2 separate regions of the Sus scrofa genome follow, and region 1 is linked to region 2. Evidence: chromatin contacts called from public HiChIP or PLAC-seq data. All regions are on one chromosome and are shown on one strand. Each heading gives the region's core, a stretch centred on a gene start, on an enhancer-like site or on the middle of the called end of the contact. The rest is flanking DNA. Distances are from core to core; before and after follow the strand shown. Region 1 overlaps RASGRF1 (ras-specific guanine nucleotide-releasing factor 1). Region 2 overlaps LOC110261542 (a long non-coding RNA gene).

The links. HiChIP or PLAC-seq counts read pairs in DNA pulled down with a chosen protein or histone mark.
Region 1: an H3K27ac HiChIP or PLAC-seq map of alveolar macrophages shows a contact between it and region 2. The contact joins two enhancer-like sites. A contact is called at or near these places in 1 of 5 promoter capture datasets (liver), 2 of 47 Hi-C or Micro-C datasets (embryonic fibroblasts and undifferentiated spermatogonia) and 1 of 2 datasets of contacts at active chromatin or transcription factors (alveolar macrophages).

Annotation. Positions count from the first base shown.
Region 1 is chr7:48,158,623-48,162,081 of Sscrofa11.1, reverse strand. RASGRF1 (ras-specific guanine nucleotide-releasing factor 1) reads left to right here. Exons shown (of 27, transcript XM_003128446.6): 15 at 2,269-2,642. Among named protein-coding and RNA genes, the nearest start is that of CTSH, 54 kb to the right of the region's middle. Within about 2 kb of position 1,846, at least 8 of the 83 cell types and tissues checked have an H3K27ac peak or open chromatin away from gene starts, as enhancers often do. A contact at or near this core is called in alveolar macrophages, where this site is marked.
Region 2 is chr7:48,000,336-48,004,018 of Sscrofa11.1, reverse strand. LOC110261542 (a long non-coding RNA gene) reads right to left here. Exons shown (of 3, transcript XR_002345766.1): 2 at 3,165-3,223; 3 at 1,260-2,212. Among named protein-coding and RNA genes, the nearest start is that of ADAMTS7, 7.6 kb to the right of the region's middle. Within about 2 kb of position 1,403, at least 3 of the 83 cell types and tissues checked have an H3K27ac peak or open chromatin away from gene starts, as enhancers often do. A contact at or near this core is called in alveolar macrophages, where this site is marked.

The DNA of each region.
Region 1 (3,459 bases), core at 597-3,096, 160 kb before region 2:
AAAAAGGCCAAGAGACCTGCCCCAGGGCCCCCTGGAAGTCTGTAGTTAAGCGGGGACTTGAACCCAGGGCCTGGATCTTGTTAAGCCCACTTTTAGCCACCCCTGTCTGCGTCTGGGCAGCAGGCAGGGTGGAAGTAGGCTTTGCATTCCTTTCCCACTGGCCTGCTCACGACCTTGCTTTAATCAGCATATGCAGCTGCCCACCCTCAGCCCAGCCCGGCTTTGAGGGGCCTGGTAGGGTCCCTGTGAACCCAGGGTCCCTGCAGGTGAGGATTCTAATGGCAGGCACAGTCTGACAGGGTCAGTGCTAGACTGGCCGAGGTCTGGGCCAGCCTCAGAACGTCAGTGTGTCCTCGTGGGGACCCAGAATCTTAGTGAACAAAAGCCTTTACCCCCATGTCACCAATGGTTACCCAGCCAAGAGTAGCATCAACAAGGCATCGGGGCAGCGGGCTTAGACCCAGCAAGGCCCTGCGTGCAGCTTGAGCTGCATCAGAAAGGTAGTTATTAACCCCCACCCAATAGAGTCATGAAGGATCTACCTAAGGCTCCCTAGGGGTAGGTCAAGTTCAGGGATCCCCATGGACCTCACTGCTCTGGGAGGGACCTGCCAGGAAATGTGGGGGCCAACAGGTGCTTTCCTTTTCTGCCTGGACCTCAGCTGTGGATGCTGCAGTAAGCCTCCGAGCACCCCTGAGTGCTCCCTCAACACCCGCCCCGGCAAGACTGGGGCCAGGGCGTCCACTCTGGGGCTGCCTAGAGCAGAGCCTCAGAGTTATAGCAACTCCCCAGGGCTGCTGGGAGGCCAAGCCAGTCCTGAGTGCAAGCCCAGGACACAAGGAGGGGTTAGGAAGCCTGGCAACTCTAACTGTCCCTCCGCTGGCCCTATACCTCTGCTGCCAGAGCAGGCCAGCTGCCCCCTGTGTCTCCTCTGTCCCCTCCCCCAGTTCCTCCCTGCTTCCTCCCACCCCTACCCCCACCCCCCAGTGCTCAAGGTTCACCTGCTTAACCTCAGCAGCCAGCTTTCCGGGGCCCTGAGACAGCAGGAGGAACCACCCTATCCAGGATGGATTCAAGCCTGAAAACCACTGGAGACCGTTCCCCAGGGACCCTCACATTCCTAGGAACCTGGGAACCTCCTAGGATTCCACCCAGCAGGCACAGCCTGTCAGTGGAAAGACGCAGGTTCTGATCCCAGTGCAGCCCTGTCACCTGGGCCGAATCCCTTCACCTCCCTGAGCTTCGGCGTTCCATCTGTGACACGGAAATAAGAATACCTTCCTCCCAGGGCAATGGTGAGGATTAAATGATACGGTCTGGAGTTCCCATCATGGCTCAGTGGTTAACGAATCCGACTAGGAACCATGAGGTGGCAGGTTTGATCCCTGGCCTTGCTCAGTGCGTTAAGGATCCGGCATTGCCGTGAGCTATGGTGTGGGTCGCAGACATGGCTTGGATCTGGCATTGATGTGGCTGTGGTGTAGGCTAGTGGCTACAGCTCCAATTCAACCCCTAGCCTGGGAACCTCCATATGCCAAGGGTGCGGCCCTAGAAAAGACAAAAAAAATGATACAGTCTCTCCCGGGATTAACATATTCCATGCTGTGGGCAACTGTTGGTACTATTATGTACCATCCCCTTTTTCCACCCTGGCCCTGAGGTGTGGGCCCTGTCTGAGGATGAAAAGAAGAATGGCTGGGACTGCTGGGAGACCCCCCGCCTCAGCTTCCTGCCCCCAAGTATCCACCGAGGCCAATCAAGCACCTGAGTGAAATAGAAAGGACATGGGTTTAGAGTCAGGAGGTGCCAGATGAGTCATTTCCTGTCTCCGAGCTCAGCTCCCTTGTCCATAAACTCCCAGGACCTGGGTGAGTCTGAGGTCAGAGGGTGTGGGTGACAGCAGGCCTGTTGGGGGCACCTAGAGAGGTTTCTCAGAGGCACGCGCGGGTCAGGTTTCTCTGCTGCCGACCAGAGGGAGGCCGAAGAGGGAGCGTCAGGCACTGTGCCACCAAAGCCCATGTCCCCTCCCAAAGCGGGACACCTGGGTCTATAGACACCTGGCTGCAGCCATTTAACCGCACAGGCCTTTTGGCCTGGCCTCCTCTCAAACCCACCTGCTCAGAGGGTCGGCCTGGGTGTCAGGGATCATGAGAATGAGGGAGCCGTGCTGGCCCTCTGAGCCCCCCAGGACCGGGGGTGGGGGGCCAGGCCTGGGCAGGCAGTCAGGCCCCTGCTGACCATTTGTTTTCACTCCCTGCCCTCCCACAGGTCACTGGAGCTCTTGTTTGCCAGCGGCCAAAACAACAAGCTCCTGTACGGGGACCCCCCCAAGTCCCCACGAGCCACCCGCAAGTTCTCCTCGCCGCCACCCCTGTCCATCACCAAGACGTCGTCACCCAGCCGCCGGCGGAAGCTCTCCCTGAATATCCCCATCATCACGGGCGGCAAGGCCCTGGACCTGGCCGCCCTCAGCTGCAACTCCAACGGCTACACCAGCATGTACTCGGCCATGTCGCCTTTCAGCAAGGCCACCCTGGACACCAGCAAGCTCTACGTGTCCAGCAGCTTTGCCAGCAAGATTCCAGATGAGGGCGATACGACCGCTGAGAAGCCTGAAGAACCCTCAGCTCTCAGAAAGCAGAGTGAGTGGATGCAGGGCCGAGCCACCCCCTTGGCTCGCCGGCCCACGGAGGCCGGCCCAGCCCTGCCAGGCTGCCCTGGGACAGGAGGGGCGGCTGAGGGTCCCCGCCTGATCAGGGAGAAAGAGCAGAGCCTGGAACGGGGAGAAGCAGCTGAATTTGGGAGCCCAGGCTGCAGAACGACAGCAAAGATTCCAAAGAAGTGGGATAAGTGTCTCTCCCATCATCCAGCTCCGCAATCCCCTGACGACAGCTGCCTCCTGCCTCCTTGTATTTGTCCAAGGAGGTGGGCATGTCCTGGGCCCAGCCCTGGTCAGGGCTTGGGAGAGAAGAGGGCCTCAGACCTAGTTCTTGCCCCCCAGGGATTCCCAGCACCCCTGAAGAGCAGGACCAGGCACCTGACACCTGCTGTGCTAGAGGGATGCTCCAGGGAGGTGTGGGGACACCATCGGGAGAGTCAGAGAAGGCTTCCTCGAGAACCCATTAGATCTAGATTTTCACCAGGAGAACGAGAGGACACTCTAGACAAAGAGAATGGAGTGGGCAAGACGAGGGAGGGACGGGGGCAAGGAAAAGCATTGTGTGTTCAGGGAACAGCTGGATGCTCACACGCCTTTGAGGATGCAGGTGTTGAGGATGTTGGATGGGGGCAATGGCTGGAGGTGATGCCTGGCAGGCTGGGCCCTCCCTCTCTCGGAGCCCTGACTGTTCTCCAGCAGCGTTTGTGTGGAAGGGTGTCTGGTTCTGTCCTCATTTAGGTCAGCCTACATCCCAGGTGCCACAAGCCCTGTCTTGGTTAGCACACGTGTGCATGTGCACA
Region 2 (3,683 bases), core at 154-2,653:
AGCCTTCCTCTGAAGAGCCTGTCAATTTCCCTGGGGCGCTATGATGACAAGGCTCCGAAAATCTGCACTTTGGGGGTCCACCCAAAGTGGCATTGCTGGGAGAGGGTGATGGGCTGAGGATATATTTATTTTTCTTTCCTTTTTTAAATTTTACTATTATTATTATTATTTTTTTGTCTTTTTAGGGCCGTGCCCACAGCATATGAAAGTTCCCAGGCTAGAGTCAAATCGGAGCTGTAGTTCCCAGCCTACACCACAGCCCCAGCAACACGGGATCTGAGCTGCGTCTGTGACCTACACCACCAGATCCCCAACCCACCGAGTGAGGCCAGGAATCAAACCTGTGTCCTCATGGTTGCCAGCTGGGTTCGCTAACCCCTGAGTCATGATAGGAACCCCTTTCTTTTCTGTTTTTTTTTTGTTTTTTTTTTTGAAATACCACTCTCCCTATTTTATTTTATTTTATTTTAATTATTATTATTATTGGCCGCCTCACAGCATATGGAACTCCTGGGCCAGGGATCAGATCCAAGCTGCAGCTGTGGCAACACTGGATCCTTAATCCACTGTGCTGGGCTGGGGATGGAACCCTCGTCCCAGTGCTCCCAAGACACTGCTGATCCTGTTGCACCACAGAGGGAGCTCCTATTTTTTCCTTTCTTAAAAAAAAAAACAAACTTTTTACTATTGTTACTAAAATGACCAATAGCATTTCCTTCCACAGAATTTTCTACAAATGATGTGGCCAGTGTTGGGTTTTCCCTTTGGGTGATATTTTCCCTCAGTGAGATCATAGGTGGCTGTGTCAAAGGGTGTGGGTTATTTGGGGTTCTTCCGGTTCCCCATTTCCACTCCCACTCTGGCCATTTGCTTTGCTGCAATAGGAAGATCACAGGAACCTCAGGGCAACATTCCCAGGGGCCCTGAAGAGCCTAGAGGAAATGCGGAGGTTGGAAGGCAGGGGAAGGAAGGCAGAAGCCATGGCTGGAACAGCCAGGGTCAGGCATCCTCTTGGAATTGTGTCCCCTCCTCCCACAGAGGGTGCCTGGGCGTGTGTGTGACGGGCCAGGACAGAGGTGGCTGTTTTTCAGCTTGTGTGTCTGTAGTACTGTTTAACTCTTTTAAACCATCAACTTGAATTACTTTGACATAAATGCACATTAAATTTCAAAAGAACAAAAACCTTTGCAAATTTAACCAGTAAGAAGTGCACTGCAGCAGCTTGGATCTATAGCTCTTTAATTGCTGACAGGAAAGTACATTTCTCAAATGTTTGTGCACCATTTGTGTTTTTTCTAAATGCTTGGTATCTCTTGCCAGGAACAGTGCTATGGTTGGAGCCTGGCACTTGAGGGCAGACCTCCTTTCACGTCCTGCTCTGCTAGTTACTGTGTGACCTCACACAAGTGACCTAATCTCCATTTTGCTTGCCCGTAAATTGGATAGTAATAACTTCCCGCATAGGGTTGCTTGAGGGTTAATGAGGAAATTCATGTAAAGCATCACTCATGTGAGTATGCCAGTATCAGTTCAGGAATAAAGAACACTTGGATTAAACAAGGAATAGCTGTAATGCCAGGGGCAGGGGTAGTACAGGCGGTACAGGCTTGACTCAGGGTAACGGGGGGGGGGGGGGGGGGAGAACTTGCTGTCCCCAGGCTTGGCCCCCAGGGCACGCTGGCTGGCAATAGCTCCAAGTATCAGACGCTTCCCAGAAGCCTGCAGTACTGAACTTTAATTCCAGGCCACTCCCCTTTATCATGTCTTCCTAAACACGTCCAACCTAATTTTCATAGAAACAACTCTCCCTTTGTCCTCAGACATGGGCTTATTTATTTAATTACGTTTCATAATATAACAGCAGAAGCAACAGTATAAACTGGTTTGGGAACAAATCCAGGTAGGTCTCGGAAAGCCTGCAGCTTATTTGGTGGGAAGAGAAATGTTTGAGGCTGGCTAGACCCATGTTTAAGATGCCCATCCATCCCCTGGGGAGCTGGTGAAAGTGCACATTCTGATGCAGCAGGTTGAGGGCAGGCTGAGATGTAGTCTTTCTCCCCAGCTCTCAGGCATTGCTCGTGCTGTTGGTCTGAAGGGCTGCCCTTGATGTAGGGTGGGAGAGTGTGTTCGATTAGCAGCAAGAGATGAGCATGCCATGGGCATTAGTCTCTATGTTTTACCAGGAGGATGGCTGCTGAGTCCAGTCGGGCTGCTGAAACAAAATATCACAGACTGGGTGGCTTATAAACAACAGAAATTTCTTTCTCACAGCTCTGGAGGCAGGGAGTCTTCATATCAGGGTGCCAGCATGGCCAGATGAGGGTCTTCTTCCAGGCTTCTTGTTATGGTTGTGACCGCTCAGGTATAAGGGGCCAGGGAACTCTCTGGGACTCTTTTATATATTTCAGGAGGGCTCCACTCTCACCACCTAATCACCTCCCAAAGGCCGCACCTCCTAACACCATCACCTTTGGGGGTTAGAATTTCAAAATCTGAATTTTGGAGGGACAGACACATTCAGACCAATGAATGTTTCATTTCATAGCAATGGCAAAGTTTTGGTGAGCTGGATTGGCAGAGGTTGCTATATAACGTCCACGGTGACTAATACTAGTTTACAAAGCATTTTCACATATGGCATCTTAATTTTCCCAGTGTCATGGATCATTGTTTTAATCTCTTAACAATGGGCCGTTGTTTAATCTTTAATATTTGCTAGGGTTATAAGACTTGGAAGGATCACGCAATTTGCCCAGGGGCATGCAGCTAGTTCTAGGCAGAGCTGAGACTTATACCCAAGCACTCCAACCACAGACCTGTCATATTCTATCACTACGTGGAGCTCACCATGAGAACATCTCCAGATCCTGAACCCAGTCAGCACAGAGTAGTAGCTAAGTGGAGCCAAGCCTGTGGGTCTTATCTTTACCACTAAGTGTTGGAATTGGTCATTCAGATGGTTTGCAGTTTTTTCCTGCACGTAGATCAGGTAACATCTACTGCTTTATTTTTCATTCGTTTCTTTTGAGACCTCCCGTCTGGATTTCTGACTTCCTGTTCCAGTGTGAACTTGTGGTGCTTTTGGCCTTCTAAACAGTTGTGATTCTGAGATTTTCCTTTATTATTTTGGAGACTCTCTTTACCTTACATTTGTGTTGGATTACCTGTTGTTTAGTTCCCAGCTTCCCTCCTAATTTTGGTGGGCATATCTTCCAGTAACTTTCTGAAAAAAGGAGCATAAAAGGTAAATGTTTTGAGACATTGTATATCTTAAAATGACCCTATTCTATGCTCACACTTGATTGAGAGTCTGGGAATTGAAGTCTATGTTAGAAACCACTTCCTCAGAATTTTGAAGGCATTGCTCTGTTGGCTTTTAACTTATAGGATTGCTGGAGAGAATTTGGGTGCCATTCTGATTACAGAGTCTATGTGACCATTTTCTCCCCTTCTCTGGAAATTCTGGAAACAATTTTCTCTAGTACCTAAGAATTCTGGTACATCAAGATGTGTCTTGATGTGGGTCTTTATTATCCATTGTGCAGGATGCCAGCAAACTCTTTCAACCTGAAACTCATGTGCTTCAGTTCTGAGAAGGATTCTTGTATCATTTATGTGATAATTTTCTGTCTTGTTTTTTTCTGATCCCTTATTTTCTGGATGTTGGACTTAGGGAGTTTTAC